4 separate regions of the Mus musculus genome follow, and all the other regions are linked to region 3. A link is a contact called in public promoter capture Hi-C data. All regions are on one chromosome and are shown on one strand. The core of a region is the stretch at or near the end of the contact, and the rest is flanking DNA. Distances in the headings are between cores, read along the strand shown.

The links. Promoter capture Hi-C pulls out the DNA fragments that hold promoters and counts their contacts.
Region 1: a contact with region 3 is called in a promoter capture Hi-C map of hippocampal neurons, with 4 times the contacts expected there. The contact joins the enhancer-like site here to the promoter of Psmb7 in region 3. A contact is called at or near these places in 10 of 39 promoter capture datasets (the 3T3-L1 cell line, 3T3-L1-derived adipocytes, the C10 cell line and 6 more), 1 of 484 Hi-C or Micro-C datasets (bone marrow-derived macrophages) and 3 of 115 datasets of contacts at active chromatin or transcription factors (embryonic forebrain, large pre-B cells and stem cell-derived neural progenitor cells).
Region 2: a promoter capture Hi-C map of hippocampal neurons shows a contact between it and region 3, with 2.6 times the contacts expected there. The contact joins the enhancer-like site here to the promoter of Psmb7 in region 3. A contact is called at or near these places in 9 of 39 promoter capture datasets (the 3T3-L1 cell line, 3T3-L1-derived adipocytes, the C10 cell line and 4 more) and 3 of 115 datasets of contacts at active chromatin or transcription factors (bone marrow-derived macrophages, large pre-B cells and stem cell-derived neural progenitor cells).
Region 4: a promoter capture Hi-C map of second pharyngeal arch cranial neural crest shows a contact between it and region 3, with 2.2 times the contacts expected there. The contact joins the enhancer-like site here to the promoter of Psmb7 in region 3. A contact is called at or near these places in 6 of 39 promoter capture datasets (HPC-7-derived erythroid cells, hematopoietic stem and progenitor cells, hippocampal neurons and 3 more) and 2 of 115 datasets of contacts at active chromatin or transcription factors (the NIH/3T3 cell line and bone marrow-derived macrophages).

Annotation. Positions count from the first base shown.
Region 1 is chr2:37,961,687-37,965,891 of GRCm38.p6, reverse strand. Dennd1a (DENN/MADD domain containing 1A) reads left to right here. Exons shown (of 23, transcript NM_001362973.1): 12 at 4,150-4,205. Among named protein-coding and RNA genes, the nearest start is that of Crb2, 190 kb to the right of the region's middle. Within about 2 kb of position 2,236, at least 35 of the 459 cell types and tissues checked have an H3K27ac peak or open chromatin away from gene starts, as enhancers often do. A contact at or near this core is called in hippocampal neurons, where this site is marked.
Region 2 is chr2:38,012,476-38,016,431 of GRCm38.p6, reverse strand. The region is part of intron 9 of Dennd1a (DENN/MADD domain containing 1A); the gene reads left to right. Among named protein-coding and RNA genes, the nearest start is that of Crb2, 240 kb to the right of the region's middle. Within about 2 kb of position 2,486, at least 59 of the 459 cell types and tissues checked have an H3K27ac peak or open chromatin away from gene starts, as enhancers often do. A contact at or near this core is called in hippocampal neurons and stem cell-derived neural progenitor cells, where this site is marked.
Region 3 is chr2:38,641,525-38,645,914 of GRCm38.p6, reverse strand. Psmb7 (proteasome (prosome, macropain) subunit, beta type 7) reads left to right here and starts at 2,009. Exons shown (of 8, transcript NM_011187.1): 1 at 2,009-2,074; 2 at 2,464-2,557; 3 at 3,640-3,737. The coding sequence starts at 2,013.
Region 4 is chr2:38,098,678-38,103,045 of GRCm38.p6, reverse strand. All of the region lies in intron 5 of Dennd1a (DENN/MADD domain containing 1A), which reads left to right. Among named protein-coding and RNA genes, the nearest start is that of Dennd1a, 190 kb to the left of the region's middle. Within about 2 kb of position 2,620, at least 29 of the 459 cell types and tissues checked have an H3K27ac peak or open chromatin away from gene starts, as enhancers often do. A contact at or near this core is called in hippocampal neurons and second pharyngeal arch cranial neural crest, where this site is marked.

The DNA of each region.
Region 1 (4,205 bases), core at 987-3,486, 680 kb after region 3:
TGAACTCAGGATCTTTGGAAGAGCAGTCAGCCCTCTTATCTGCTGAGCCATCTCACCAACCCCACAATGAGTTTCTTAATCAGGGTTTCTGTTGCTGCAACAAAACACTATGACTAAAAAGTAAGTTGAAGAAGGGAGGGTCTCTTCAGCTTACACTTCTAGATCATAGTCTACTATTAAAGAAAGTCAGAACAGGTACTCAAGCAAGTCGGAACCTGGAGGCAGGAGCTGATGCTGAAGCTGTGGAAGGGTGCTGCTTACTGGCTTGTTTTTATGGCTTACTCAGCCTGCTTTCTTATGACACTCAGGATGACCAGCCCAGCAGTGGTGCCACCCACAATGGACTGGGCCCTCCCCCATCAATCACTAAATAAGAAAATGCCTTAAACAGGCTTGCCTGCCTGATCTTATGAAGAGCATTTCATTTGTTTGTTTTGGTTCGGTTTGATTCGGTTTCTGTTTTTGTTGTTGTTGTTGTTGTTTTGTTTTGTTTTTTGTTTTTTGAGACAGGGTTTTTTGTATGTCCTGGAACTAGCACTGTAGCCCAGGCTGGCATCAAACTCACAGAAATCCACCTGTCTCTGCTTCCTGGGTGCTGGGATTAAATGCAGTCACTACCACCACCATCACCCAACATGAAGGCATTACTTAATTAAGGTTCCCTCCCTATCCAGTGACTCTGGCTTGTGTTGAATTGACATAAAATTAAACAGCACAATGAGCATACAGCTAGTATTGTCCTGTTCTCTTTTCCTAACTGGGAACCTGGAAGATTTGTAATGTTCTGTCTAGTACAGTGCTAAAGGTGACTCTGAGAAAACTGGTGTCCTCTTGGCTACTCGTGAGCTTCTCATGTGCTGTAAGTTGTCCCTTGCCTGGCCCAAAGAAAGGGGTCAAGCTAAGACTGTGACAAAAGTACACAGGAAAGACATCTTAATATTTTAATGAATAATATGATGGAGTGCTGCTGTTTTTGTGTTTCTAGATTTTAAAAAAATGTCATTTGGACAATGTACATCAATGTTATTTGAGGGTTTTTGTTGTTGTTGCTTTTTCCCCCTTCTTCCCATTCTGAGGAGAAGCCTATGGAGTCTGGTGGGGGAAGGGTTTGCAGCTGGCAGGAGCCTTGGCATATGCTGTAACTAAAAAGAGAGGGAATGTGTTGGTGGGACAAGCTACCGGAGAGCTGTCTCGGTGTGCTGCGGTACTCGTAAGTGTTCTAATTGGGAAGAATTTTTGGAGGACTATTTTGACATCTGCTCATGTCTTTGCTGATTTTTCTTCACTTAGAGTAGGAAACACAAGCTGTGGATAAAATGGCTTTAAAATAATTAGAAGAAAAGATATCTCTCCAAGTTGAATTCACCAGGGACACTTCTTAAGGAATGGGAACTAAAATCCACTTCTAGGAATCTGTCCTGAAACACAGAACTTCCAGCCTTCAGACTTTATGACCATGTGATATATATTAATGTCTTAAACACTTGAGGTAATTTTCAGCCAAGTGGCCTTGGTTGAGTTTGCTTCCATGTAGCAGAACACTCTGGAGCAATTAGTAACTGTCACTTAGCTTTTAATGAAGTGGAGTATTGCTTATGCTGTAATCAACATGAAAAACCAAGGGGGGCGTGGGGGGGGGGGGCGACGCAGTGCAAAGGATTTAGAGCAGAGGTAGAAAGAAGAAACGCAAAAGGGAATAGTTTAGAGTGATGGCTCCAAATGGTAAGCTCCGGCTTTCTGTAGAGGAAGCATATGTAATTTTTATATTACAAAAGGCAAGTCTGGTTTCGCACAACAGAAAGCAGGCCCAGAGAATCAGCTGTGACTGCCCACATGTAAAGGTGCTCAGTATGAATCCTGGGATTCTGGATCCATGAATCTGCTCTCTTCAGAAAAGTGTTAGAGTTAGACTAACCACAACCAGGACTGCTATCCTCCCTAGCTATGTGGCATTAGGCAGTTTGCTTTGTCTCTGAGCCTCCACCTTTGCCTTGAAGATAATAGGCTCTTGCCAGCATGATGTTGAAGAGAAGTGAGCTAACACACTCAGGAACCATCCTTCTCCACCAACACTCGCAACCACAGCCTTTCAGGAGAGAGCATCCTCTAGCCAAGATGCCTGTGATTCTTTCCTTGGGAACTATGAGCTTCAGGAAGCCCCTTGAGCCCATGCCAGCCCCTTTAGAAGAGGCCTTGCCACCGGCAGGGCAGCATTGTCCCATGAGAGGAAACTGCCGACCCAGCTCCTGCCTGGAGCCCAGTGCTGGAGACAATTCGGTTACTAAGGGGACCCTGGCCTGCTAAGTCAAGAAAGGAGGCCAGGGTTTTTCCTCTTCTTCAGCCTGCAGCCATTGTTGAAAAAGTAAACACTCCACACAGCTTAACCGGCAAGTCCTCCAGCCAGGAGTGGAAGGAAATCAAAAGCCTGTTCCAGCCCAGCCTCATAGAGCCTACAAGGGCTGATCTGTGCTGCTGAGGCAGCTCTGGGAACACAGAGAGAAGGCCCAATTCTGACCCACTCTCAACACCCACTCACAGAACCTTTAAGCCCAGGACTGCTCTCCAGTGGCCATTGCCTCCTGCCCCTTCTGTTTGGAGCTATTGGGAGGGTCAGATGAGGCAAGGCAAGAGATACTGGGGTATAGTGGTCCTCAGTTCAGTACCTGCAGCCTGGTGTCCCTCATCTATGCTCTCTGATCCTACCTCTGATGATAATCATCAGCCTTTGAAGTAAGAGCCAAGATGTTGCTTCCAATAGGCTACAGCTCTTCTGTCAACACATTACAAAGTAATAACTGCCATGTATAAGACCTCCTGAGTGCCTAACCCAGGGCATGTATGAACTCTGCTCTTTATAACAGCCTAGAACAGTGTTTCTCAGTCTGTGGGTCATGACCACTTTGGCAAACTTCTATCTTCAAAAAAATATTTATATTAAGATTCATAACAGTAGCAAAGTTACAGTTATGAAGTAGCAACAAAAATAATCATATGGTTGGGGTCACCACAACATGAAGAGTCACAGCACTAGGACAGTTGAGAACCATTTGTCTAGAGGGGACTGGTAAGAAGTGAGGGGCACATATATTCTAGTTTCACAGATAAAGCCACTCAGTCAGATGTGCCACTGTAAACAAGCTTTGTCACTTCATGGAGCCTCCCTTTCTTATCTCTGAAATGAGTGGTAACATCACTCCTTCCACCTTCTAATGGAAAAGAAAACACCAGTGGAGCAGGCATTTGTGAACTCTGAAATGTGTATGTCTTTAGTGGCCGAGATGATTGTGGTTGACCTTCCTGTAACTTCCTTATGATAAGGTTGCTAAGTCCTGAAGTCCTCTGTGAGTCTCAGTGTGCTCCTCTGCAAACAGGGCCTGTGCTTGCTAAGTCACAGTTCTACACAGCGCTCAGCAGCTGTGTTATTAACATCTTCTCATTTGCACCCAGCCTTCGAATAAAGCAGCAGTTAATAGAACCGTGGGCTTCAGAAGAGAGAGGAAATACATCTTGTTGAACCTCTCTGGTTCTCCACCAATGGAAAGTACTTAGTAGATGCTTGCAAGATGATGCATAGGCTCCTGGAAACGTCTATAGCAGGAGTTAGAGACTTTGTTACATGGAAAGATTCTAGGATTCAGTTTCTTGAGATTTTTTTTTTTAATCAGCTGTTAATGACATGTTCTTTTATCAACTGTTTAAAAGTCTCTGACAAGCATAAGCCATCCCCCCCATAGGAAATTCCTTGAAATGTTTATTTAGGTACCTTGATGTCCTAGAAGCTAGGATCAGAATATCAGCAACAATTTTCATATATATACACGCACACACACTGTGTGTGTGTGTGTATACACATACATGTAAAATGACAACAGAGTGTCATTTTTCTAGCTGTTTGGCTTAAGGAATGTTACCTAGCCTCTGTGAAATGGCTTTTATCCCTGAGATTTATTGGTGGAAGGGGCAGGTGATGATGCAAATCAGAGAATTTTTATGACAGTTAAAAGAACAACAAAGATGAGCCATGTATTTCTGGGGCTATGGCAGAGGACGCCTTTATCCAGCAGAGCTACTCTTCCCTAAAGACGCCCAAGGGGAAGGAACTATGTCCTGGTGGCAGGTCCAGTGATTCTGGATTTTCTTTACTTGCAGAAGGTCAGGAACATGGCCCTCGATGATGTTGTGATCTTGAACGTGGACACCAACAC
Region 2 (3,956 bases), core at 1,237-3,736, 630 kb after region 3:
GTCTCTAGTTTGCCTGATAAGATATAGCTTAATGCTCTTCACAGCTATTGAGGATCTGAAAGATAAAGGTTACTGAGCACTCCAGAGTGCAACTTCTGTAATACAGACTATCTGAAGACAAACCCAGCACTGCTTAGTTCAGAGTCAGATAATGTGTATCCCAGGGTGTCCCGGTCAATAACGTTGTGATATTCTGTATAAGACAAATGTAAGTTTTTGTTCTCTTTGCCCAGTTAATGTTTATTGATTGTTTTCCTTTATAAATGATAAATAGGGAAGGCTTAGCTAAATCTTGTTCTCTGATTTCTTGGAACACAAGAATCCTATTTTTCTCCCATATTTTCACATCCAAGTTTAACTCATTGCTTTTTGGAAATACTGTGGACAGCTAATATATCAAAGATAGGAACATCTTAGAAATTATACCTTGTAATACCATCATTACTCCACGTATTTAGAATTATTTTATAGATTAGTCTGTTCATTTGGGAAGGTGAAAAAAAAAAACTTGCTTGAAGTCAATGTAATAGAGAGAAAGAAAGAAAGAGACGGAGACACAAAATAGATCGTGAAGCTCTGTGTAGGAGGAATTTTCTAGAAAAAAAAAGAAATAGTCAGAAACTATGGGTACAAGGGAATCTCAGCCCCTTCAGAATTCTTATTTTGCCACCAGGTTCTATTATTTGGGACCATTTTGTGTGGGAACCACCACTAGAACCAGATAATAGAATAGGTTGCTAAGTGCATCCACCCCACAAAGAAAATTAGAAAACTCTTATAAAAAGCCAAAATGATAAGAGCTGGTAGCCAAGGTGACTGGATGAACTGGTTGTACTAATCTAGATGAAGAGTAAGCCAGGCTACATAGCAATTAGAGGGTTTGTATAGCTCAGGGACTACTAGAGAAGGTCAGAGATGATATCTCCAGAATAAATGTCTACATCACCTTCATGTAGACCCACACACTCAGTATTTCGTAAAGCAAACCCTTGGCCTTTCTTAAGATACTTTTACATTAACCTTTCTGAGCCATATATTCAGTGTATGAAGTGCTATGTAACATACATTCTTGTGCATACTCATATGTCCACAGGTATATTTGCATGTGTGTATGTCTATGGCATCTGTGATTATCATATTCCCATTAGTTTTTGTAACAACCCCAGGAGCAACTTGGTTTCATTACCCTTTTGTACATAAAAATACTAACAACCAAAAAGTTGAAATGCCTTGTATAAGATGAGCTGAAGAGATAAAATTAAAAACCACTTCTTTTGGGAACAAGACCCTCTGGCTACCTCATACTGCTTCCTTGGTAACTCTCCACTTGTCATGAGTACCTCATGACACTTGTGCACCCAGAAAAATTCTTGGCTTGATTCCAATGACCATAGATCTGAGTGCGTGCTTGCTGTTGCCTTCACATGCACACAGCTAAGCTCTTCACTTCAGATTTCATAAGCAACAGCCCCCCCCCCCACACACACACACACACTACCACCATGTGCCCAGCTCAAATCTTGGCACAAGGGATGCACACCTCCCTCTCTTGGCCAATGCCCCTTCCTCTACCATTGTCAGTGCTTTGTTAGACTTCATGTCTGCCCAGTCTCCCCAGCTACCTTGATCAGAGTGTGGGGGTAGGACTCTGAGCCAGCACAATGGCTTCAGGGGCCATGGGCTGTACTTCTTCCAGCTTTCTGTTTCTTGACTGTAACTGCCCCCATTATAAGTTAGGGGTGCTAGAAGAACTTTCGAAACCCCAGACTCTCCAGCTAATTGATGTAAAGTCATATTTACTTCACTAAGGGATTTATTTAGACTATCCAGGGGATGGGTGAAGAAAGCACTATTCGATGGCAAATCAATTATGCAGTTGAGTTTCCACATGTAATTATGAATAGATCCCATATATAATTACATTAGTATGCATTAATGTAATTATAGTTTACAATTAAAATTTTTCTAGTATACCTCATTTAGAGAAAAGAAAAAAACTAACACAAAGCTATTTTTTCCGTTTCTTCTCAGCTAGACAAACACACATTTTCCCCAGAGAATGTAGGACTTGGGTAGGGTCTGTGTACTGATGCCCTGGACAAGTGGTAGGTGATAATTGTGTCTTGTCGCCACACCCCCAGCTTGGCCTTTGTAGATGTTTCAGTGTTCACGAGAAGTCCTGGATCCTTTCCCAACCTTGCCTGCCCCATCATACTCACTCATACAGACAGCAGTCCATTGTCTGTGCACACCATCTGCTCTGGTGACCTGAGAAAGGACAGTTTGTAGCTGAGACACATTTTCAGATTTGCTTTAATTTTCACTTCTTTTTGGAGGAACTCCACCTTAACATGGCTGTGTCAGCCCAGGCGGTGGCCAGGCATCTTACCAGCATGTGCAAAGCTTTCCTGGTTCTGCACGAGAACAAACTAATCCTGTTTGCTTATCTGTAGCCCTTGAAGCAAAGAAGAGAGTGGCAGTTTAAGGAGGTTTGAAACACTGGACTTGAGCCAGGGCCTCTTTGCCTGCACACTCCACTCTGCATGTTCCAGCCGTAGGAACAAACTGCATTATTTTGTTTCAAACTGTGCTCAAGGGAAGCCAAGACCTTGTAACTGGAAACTTCCCAAACAGTGAAGTCTAAGACTAAATTTAGTGTTCTATTTAAAAAATAAAATAAATCGAACATTTTGTTTGTTCATCTTTTATATGTTGAGAGAGGGGGTGGGGTTGAGATTAACCTAGTCACACTGACAACCTAAGAAGAGTATTCAAAGAAGTGAGAAGCAAGCTAATCCTTTTGGTGAAGAGGGAAATCCTTAACAAAATGTAATGAAGTGGCATGAAATACAGGCTCAGCAGCCAAACTCACGAGTAGCATAGCCTCTCTAATCTCCATTACATAAAATTTTATCGTGGCTCAGAGAATATGAAAAACCATTCAAAGTAAATGAAAGAAACCTCCACTGATAGGAAGCAGGAGAAAAGATTGCTATGTTTTATTTATGTCGGTTTTTAAAACATAAATATAATTCACTGCTTTTTGAACTGTATTCATTTAATTATGTGTAAGTTGGTTTTCTTCTGTTTACCTTGAACTGTAACTGGAGCAAGAAGAGCCTTGTGATGTCGAGGAGACTATAATACAATAGTGTGTTAGCAGTAGAGTGTGTGATTCTTTAATACAACCTCAGCCCACCCCAGTTGCCACACTGATTTTTATCCTCCTCTGTTGCCACTTCTGTAGTTGGAACAAACACTGAACACCTGCTTTGGACTAGACAGAGCATTCAGATTATAAGCAATTCCAAATACTGTTAGAAACACCCAGGATCCATGCTTAAAAAGCAGGTTCACAGACAGCATCTCCAAACACTTCAGTTCAAAAGGTCTAGTGAAGAACCCAGGATGTTTTATTTTGTTTTTCCAGATTTCCCTATTGATTGATATGCAACCAGATTTGGGTTCATGGAGCATACTGTTCTTCCCCTCAGGAACAATATTAATTTGTTGGTATTGTTGGTTATGTACCACTGGTTCATCTCCACTTAGAACTGTATAACTGAGATTGTACATGTTTGTTTAGAAAGCAGTCGTGAAGACAGACTAGCACTTAGTTCTTTGAGAGATCTTCTCTTTGTGAGTTTTGGTTGTGGCCTTGGCCAGTCTAGAGAAGGGCATCTCTAGGCATAATCCAGCTTCTCATAGTGCTGTGGAGGCTAGAGCAACCCACCATGTGACTCAGGATGCATTGGTGAAAATAGATCTAGAAGCAAGATAGGGATTTTTAGCCACTTCGTTAAAACATACCTAAAATTATATTACTTGAGCAATAGGGGCAATTTGCAGAATAAATATATTTTTTTCTGTGGTAGGGGTGGGGAGCAGTGTGTCTGTGTATGTACAGTTGTACTCACCTGAAAGTGTATGTGGTAACTAGAACCTGACACTGGGAT
Region 3 (4,390 bases), core at 760-3,259:
CTGCTTCAGGCTCAGAACTCTGACTCCCCAAAAGCCATGTCTAAAAGTTGATTTTGTCATTTTTCATCTGTTCCTCTTGTGTGTCTCATAGGATTACACTCCCAGACTTCTAAACCAGCCCGATCCTACTTACACTCCACCACCAAAAAGATTTGTTCTGGGTTTTTCTCTTCTTTGGACTGTAAACTTGTGAGGCGTCTGACTTTGATAGGCAGCCATAACAAATTACTCTAAGCTGGATGGCATAGACAACAGAAATGTATTGCCTTACAGTTCAGGAGTTTGGGAATATAAGGACTATGAATTCCTTTTGCCTATTTTCTGGGGCTTTGACAGGTGACCTTTGTTTTCTCTAGCTGCAGAAACATCATTACAAGGAGTTATTATCTTCACCTGTGGCTTTCAGCAAGCAAGCACTCAAGCTAAGCTGGGCTAGGACCCACTCTCCGAGCCTATTCTTAGCACAGGGCTTCAAAATTAGAACTTATTTTCTTTATTTCAAAAGACCCAGAGATGCAATCAGATGGAACTTAATTTTTAGTGAACATTTACTAAAAATATGGTTGAGACACTGGTTCTAGATCCTTAGGATGTTATTCATTCATTCATTCATTTATCTATCCATCCGTCTGTCTTCAGCTACAATCATAATAGGACATAGTAGGTGCTTAATAAATATTTGTAAATGAATTCATTTCACAGTCATGGAGGGTGTCACTTATTGCCTAAATAAGTTTAAAAATATTTTCCTGACTTCCGCAGCAAGCCTCACATTTCCATCAGTAGAAGATTTTCTTAAAATTACATAACACTGCACTCATAGTGCTGGGTAACATTATGAATTCTGTGCCCATAAACAATCCAGTGCCTCTCCTTCAGCCTTAACAACTACTGATTCACTTTATGCTTCTGCAGATTTGCCTATTTTGAGATACTTCATACAAATGGAACTCTCTAAGGCTGGGGAGATGGCCCAGAGGGAAGATGACTGAAAGAGTAAAGTGGAGAGTGGTGGAGGACTCCCAACATTAACCATACACCCACATGTACCCACAGGCATGTGAACATGATTACCACATGAATGTATAGTATATCACATGTGAATGTAATTATACAATGTGGTTCTTCTTCTCCATGCCTAGTCTCTTTATATTTAGCAAATTGTTTTCCAGGGTCACCCCTGATTTAGTAGGTATCACATTCCCTTCCCTTTTACGGCCTAATACTGTTTCACTGTGCTGATATTCCACATTTTGTTTACTCATTCATCCGTCAATGGGCATTTGTGTTGTTTCCCGATTTGCCTGTTAGGTACCTGGTTGCTATGCTCATTTGCCTAGAAGCATCTGTGAACTTAGCTTTCCAGTTCTTCTGGGTAGGTATGACAGTGATAATTTTGGTTTAAGATCCAGTTCGTTTTCCGGAGCAGATGACCGTTTTATATTCCCACCTGTCACAGAGAGTTTTTCTCTGTCCAACTCCAGTCATTGTAGTGGGTCCAAAGCAGTGTCTCACTGGGGGCTTGGGGTTGCCTTGTCCTCGTGACTCAGGGCACGAAACGTCTTTCCATGTGTCTGTTTGCCTTTCTGAGGAAGGTGAAAGCTCCGTTACACACTAACAGTAGGAAATAAGGGAGTTGAAAGGGATTTGCTCAGCGGCTTTGCCTGGACCTGGGGTGTGTGGATGTCCCTGATACACGCCGGATTCTAGTTTAACCGCAGAAACAGATCTGGTCTGAGCGTCAGGAGATTTGGTTATTGGGGGAATTTTATTATCTGATTTAACAAATTCCATCCCTTCGGCTGATCGTCAGTTTCCCCTTCCCAGGACTTGAGGCAAAACTACTTCAAAGACCCAAGCCTCTCTAGGAAGTGAGAACTCAAGAACTCTATGTCCAAGAGCGCCAGTTCGAAGTTTGCCCCGCCCTCTCGTCCCGGTCTCTCGCGGCGCCGGAAGTGCTAAGTTCTTTTTTTGTCGCTCCGCCCTCGGCCCGGAAACACTTTCTTGGCAAGATGGCGGCTGTGTCGGTGTTTCAGCCACCGGTCGGAGGCTTTTCTTTTGATAATTGTCGCAGGTGTGTTCATGCCCGGGGGCGCGATCGGGACCCGAGTGGGAACTCTGTACGCCGGATCGGAACTGGGCTGCGGCCGGGGTCGGGGGCGTGAGGCGAGCGTGGGGATGGTGCCCGCGGCCGTGTGACTCAGGGAATCGGGCCCCAGCGCGGGCTGCTTCTGAGGCCGGCGCGGCCCTCTCCCCTTGCCAGTGTGTAAGGATTTGGACTTTCCTGTGGCTTTGGAGGGATTGGGTCACCGCCCCGATCTGTAATTCCTCGCCGATGGTGCTAATAATGGGAGAATCCAGTGATCACACTGGGGTGGAAGAAAATTGAGTTCCTTCCTAAGCACCCACTCTTCTCGCCAGTGGTCTTGTCCTCTAACACTTGATTTCTGTGCCTTCCCTTAGGAATGCTGTCTTGGAAGCGGATTTCGCAAAAAAGGGGTTCAAGCTCCCGAAAGCTCGGAAAACTGGCACTACCATCGCGGGGGTGGTGTATAAGGTAAGCCTAGACAGGCCGACCGTAGCGGTAACTGACCTATTAACCGTAGTTAGACCACTTGGACTCAAGCTTCCAGCTAGAACTGTCAGAGTGCATCATGAGAATCGGCTTTTATTAGGGAATGCCTTGATCAAGAGGTTTTACATGTTAAATAGTTTGTATTTACTCATTTTGAAGTTTTACACATGAGGGCAATTTGGCTTTTCCTAAGGTACTCTAGGAAGCAGGATGCTACAATGGGAAAGCACAGAATTTGGGATTAATTGGTTTGTTTAGATGTTTAATGCTTCCATACTGTTTCTAGTGAACTACTTGGGCAGTTTAGTCCCCCCCCCCCCCCCCCCCTTTGAGACAGGGTCTCATTATATAGCCCCGATTGTTGTAGATCAGGCTGCTTTAAACTAGAAATTTACCTGCTTCTGCCTCCACAACGTTGGGAGAGCCACTCTGCCCTCAGCCTTTTTTTTTTTTTTTTACAGAGTTAAATCTCTATCCATCAAATGGAGATAAATCCTGAAATAAACTGTAAAGATAATAAAGGCTAGCGATTAATGTTGTTAGTGGGGTGAAGAGAGTCACATTTCAAAAACTAATAGAGGTGACTGTTTCCTAAATTTTCTCTGTGTATGTGCTTGTACATATGCTATGGGACAAGTGTAGAGGTCAGAGAACAACTTGGTGGAGTCCATTCTGAGCTTCATGTGGCTTCTTACAATGGAATTCAGTTTTCCAGGCTTGCCCGACTAGTGTATTGTACTTGCTGACCTATTTTGTTGGAAATATTTTGTTGGAAAGATTGTGGGTCTTCATTCCACATTTTTTCTTTCCAGTTTAGCTCTGTGATTTAAAAGGAATTTACTGAATCGTTGCGCCTTGATTGAAGATGGAAATGAGTCTTAATCACCTCAAGAATTAGCCATTGACATTTATTAAGGATGTACTAATAATGTAGGACAATAGTTTTGGTAGGAATTTTGACTGGGGATATGGAATTCTGGGAGCAGAGAATGGCCAACATTGTTTTTCTTAAATACTATCTTATGTATATAAATTGTTGAAAACCTTTTTTCTCTAAAAAATAGGATGGCATAGTTCTTGGAGCAGACACGAGAGCAACTGAAGGGATGGTTGTTGCTGACAAAAACTGTTCAAAAATTCACTTCATATCTCCTAATATTTAGTAAGTATTGTTGAATTTGAACTACTCTGAAATCTTCTGGCATGTTGGGACTAAAAATGGACCATTACCATATCCTCTCTGCAACCTGCTTGCTGTTGAGACTGTTTTTTTAGCTCTCTTAGAGGTGTTTTGGGCTGGGATGTATGTCATCATCACTGCAGGAGATGGGAGTGGTGGTGAGGCCTGTGATTTCAGCACTGGGGAGGTGGAAGCAGGAAGGTCAGGAGTTCAAGGTCAAGGCTATATAGTGAATTTGAGGCTAATCTAGGGTAAATGAGACTCTGTGTCAAACAAATAGCTTAAGACATAACTTGTCACCTGTACTCCTCATGGTGGAGTCCTCCTATTGCCTTAGTCTTTTTGAGTTGGTCGAAAGTTCTGCTTCCCATATGCCTCTTGAGTCCCTTCCCTCCTGGTTTCTTCTCTGCTGTGACCTTCATTTGGGTTCTTTTTTTTTTCTCAGCTGAATGTTTTAGCTAGACAGGCTTGATTTATTATTTCAGAAGTGAGTAAAGGAAAAATGGAAGAGAAAATTATAATATACCATAAAATAACAGAGGTACAGTAGGCATGGGAAGATGGAGAACAAAGCAGTTAGTTCCTTTTTGCTTGTCTTTACAGCATGTGTGTTTGTGTGTGTATGTGTCACACAC
Region 4 (4,368 bases), core at 1,371-3,870, 540 kb after region 3:
TCAGATAGCATGAGTTTTCTAGCAGGATTTTTTCAAAACTGTCATCTAGTTCTTTTGCTTTCTATAAATATTTTTTCTCTTCTACTTCTATCCTGGAGGCATCTAGATTGATATTGGGATAAATGTATACATCAACTGGAGAAAGTTGTTGTACCGGTTTTTCAGTCTTCCTCTTCTAAGAGCATACATAGTACATCTGCCCATGTGTTCTTTGATTCTTTCTTTAGTGTTTGTGGGTTTTGGTGTACACCTGTTTTGTTAGATTTATAGCAAGGTTTCTTTCCTAGTTCTTTGCATTTTCTTTGGCTTGCCAGTGTAAATCATATAATTGAGAACCTGAATGCTGAGTTTTCATTGTGTTTTGTTCTACCTTTGCAATTTTTTTCCCCTGATGGTGTTTTTCTCCTATCATTTGGAAGGTCTTTGGCAAGAAAAAGATTGTTTCTTGATGTTTGTTCTTCTTTGAGTCATCATCTGTTTGTGATCTCACAGCCCTTGCACCATTTTGTAATTATGATGTCAAAAGCAAACAGCTTCAAAGGATGCAGCCCGGTAGATGTGAAATCTTGTCTGGGCAGGAGCTGGTCAGAAAGCCTGTGCTTTCCTCCTTCCTTCACTGGTGTCAGGGCCTCAGCACTGCTTTCTTTTCCTTTGTGTATGGGAATGACATTCAGTTTCTCTTCTAAAAATCTAGCCTGAACTACGAATTAAAATTAACTTCTATTTGATAGAAACGAAGTTGCATCATAAACATGCAAGGAACTTCAATGTTTTCTGCTTTTAACTTTAGACAATCAAATAACTAAGAAGTTTTGGGAAAAATAAGAGCAGCTGTTACCCTCATTAGATTCCCTCCAGTGGTTTTGTACCAGCCCATCTGTATTTTATTGCTGTGTACCTCACTCACTTGGAGCACAGCATGCCTAATACTTTTAGCATTCACCATCCTACTCAGTTCTTGTGACAACTGGGTAAATGACAGATGACAATGCAGAGTTCAGTGATCTGAGGTTCTGTGGCTGCTCTGTTGGCAGGACTTGAACACAGATCCTCAGTGCTGATCCCTGGACCTTTTTATTTTGTCCTCTAAGACTGTTTCCAACTTTATTAGCTCATGGAACATTTTGGGGGGTGGGGGTGGGGTGATGAAATACATTTTCAAATCTGTAAAAATTTCTTGGAGCTGTCTCCTCAAAATTGCTTTGAATGTCCTTATAAAGTTTTACAGGCACTAAGTGTTTTCAAAGGTCTGTTTCTATGGTCTCTCTGGATAATCTATATTGTGGGACCTGGAGAGATGGCTTATTGGTTAAGAGCACTTGTTTCTCTTGTGGAGGACCTGGGTTCAGTTTCCCAGCACCAGCTTACAAGTACCAGTAGCCAGTTCCAGGGAATATGATGGTTTCTTCTGATTTCTACCATTTGCACAGAATGCACACAAGCATTCTTGTCTGTGAACACACACAGAACAGATACTGTATTTATAAATTGCGCGCACACACACACACACACACACAAATATGCAGGTAAAACATTTATACATAAAACAAGTAAATCTTAAAATCTCTTCACTTGCTCTCTATTTTTTTTTTTTTTTGATATTCCTTATTGGCTGTTGGGCACAAATTTATTACTGCCTATCTTGAGTGCTTGTACCTGGGTAATTGCCAAAGCCAGAGGCTCTTCCTTCTGCTATCATTATTCCTTCATGTTCATAAGATAGAGACAGGCACATAGATTCTGTGAGCTTCTTCAGATTTAGATTTAATTTTAGGTAAGTTACTACTGAGCTGTCTTGGCTCTTTGTGTAATGGGATTCCTGATGATAGCAGCTACCCTATATCATTTCAAAACAAGAACTAAGCCACTGATAAAGACTAGTCATTAGTAACAACTTGAAGTTTTTATTGCACAAATATGTGTGGATGGGCCACACTTGAGCCAGGCCTCATATACAGAGATGGACTCATGAAGGAACATTGTACCACAGCGCAAACTTTGAAGTTGAAGTCTGCATTCACTCATAAGAAATCAGATTTTGGGCTGGAGAGATGGATCAGTTATTAAAGGCTAGGCTCACAACCAAAAATATAAGAAATCAAATTTTGCTGAAAATTAGTTTAAGCAAAAAATAGCAACTACATTTGGCTGTACAGTATTTCCTGCTTGCTAAATGCCCTGCCTAACTTTCCTTTTGTTATTTGTCATTTACCTGCAAGAAACCAGTTTTAAGCGATCACATAATTGCTCAAGTAAAAAAATCAACCTGAAGATGTACATGGCATAATTTGTGACTGGATTAAGTTATTCCCCCTTTGAAGTTGGCCACAGCCTAAAAGCACAAGTTGTTTACAAAGGAACCCATCGATTCTCCTTCTTTCTCTGGAAGCATCCGAGCAGTGAGACCCCGCACAGTCTGTTTGGCACAGTGGTGGCTCTCAGCTGGCCAGGCCCTCCTGCTGCTGAGCAGAGGATGCACCAGAGCTGGTTTGTGGCAGGGAACAGCCCACCTGCAGATCTGCTTGTGCTTAACTGGGGCCTTGCGACCGCGCACTACTACAGCCTGCTGTTTCAGTTGCAATATCTTTCCCTTAATATTTTCCATCTGGCCAACAATGACCTATAAAGACAGACACAAACCAGGATTTGAGTTATGAGGAGAGCGATGCTGAACCACTTCCAAAGCACACTGTAGAGCCTGTGGTCTAGGAAGCTGCCTTTGCATGCTGGAGAGAAGCAGACTTTTTTTCCCCAGGTCAGTTTGCAAAGCATTGTCACATCAGAGACCTGGGCTTTAAAGCTTTCAAGCATTTTAAAAGGCTTTGTAAAATCTGTCTGTGAATATCACTGAATGTTAGCATTTAACTCACAATTACACTACTGATAGTGAAGATTTTGAACAAGAATATAATGAGGGTCACAAGAGTGTTTCATATTCAACTTCTAAATTTTCAGTTCTAGCTGAAGCTTTGACAATTAGGCTTATGGCATAATTGGTGTCTTGTACTGAGAGGTCCTGCAATGGCAGGTATGTTTGATGGTAAAAGTAAAAGTGGGTTGAAATTGTGACTTCCGTAAGAATTTCCTGAAGATGGATTTGTTCCTAGCTTTTTTTTTTTCCAGCCATTTTAAATGGTAATCTATAAAGCTAATTTTATGCTTCTAAATTATTAAAAACCCATTGAAAATACTAGTCAAAATCTGAATTTCAAGTTTGGGTTTTGACAGTTTTGTCAAAGGCCTTGGGGATGATCTCTGTTTATCTGCTGTTTGGTTGTTGGGGGGCGGGTTATTGTTGTTCTCCTCAGGCTTTTAGTTGTTAGACTGTCCTTTAGAGGAAAGAGCAAACTGTACCTCTCCTGGTAGAGTACTACCTGCTCTCTAAGAGAATAGGATCCAGATTCTGAGCACCGAAGCACAGGCTCTGCAGCCTTGGGAGCTCTGCTACTCAGTCCTCAAGTCCATGCTGCCCCCCTCCGCCCCTCTCCAGTCTGTAGCCTCCCTTTTGTTTTGAATAAACCCAGCCTCTTGGAAGGAAGCTTGGGAGATGTTCTTGGTTTTGTTTTGTTTTTGTTTTTCTGTTTTATGATTTTGTGTTCCCCCTTCTTCCCTGCTTCTCCTCCCTGTCCACCCTTTCCTCCCTACTCCTCCTCCCTGATCATGCCTGGTGGTTGACTCTTTGTATCAGAGTTGAAGTCACATTTGGCCTGGAGCCAGCCACATTGAGCACACACTGTTTGCTTTTCAGTGCCATTAAAGAGTGAAATTCCTACTTCAGGCTCATTAGGAAATTTAGGTGTGCTAGTTTAGAGGTTGATTAGATATTCCACAGGTGTGCACTCTTGGATCCTCCCTCTTTTGGTCTGTCTTGATGAATGGGGCTCGTTTTATAGTGTGGCTGAATTATATCTGAGGGCTAAGATGAGAAATGCAGGTTAATTAGAAGAGCCCAATTGACTCTAAAAAATGGGAGTGGGTACCAAGTGCTAAGAATACAAAGCCTAGACTAGTCCAGTGCCTTTAAGAATAATGAACTAAGGAAAACCTGGAATTTTCTTAGTATTTTGACCAGAAGCAAAGGTCATACTAGAGTAGATTTGATGTTAGATAATAGTCTGTTTATCAGGAATGGCAAATCATCAGGTCAGTAACTGTTGCCTGCATTCTACCTTGAGCCTAGCTGCAGTTAACAGTGGAGATAAAGAGATAAGTTGTGGATTATAGGAGCTATGATCAAACCAGTGATCTGAACATGTTAAAACTTGAATGCTTGTAAAAGCCTGAAGCCCTGCTGGGAGGAAGTATGCCTCACTTAGTAATGGTGGGAGGTGAGACCTCAAGGGCTACTAAGAGGATTCCCCAACATGG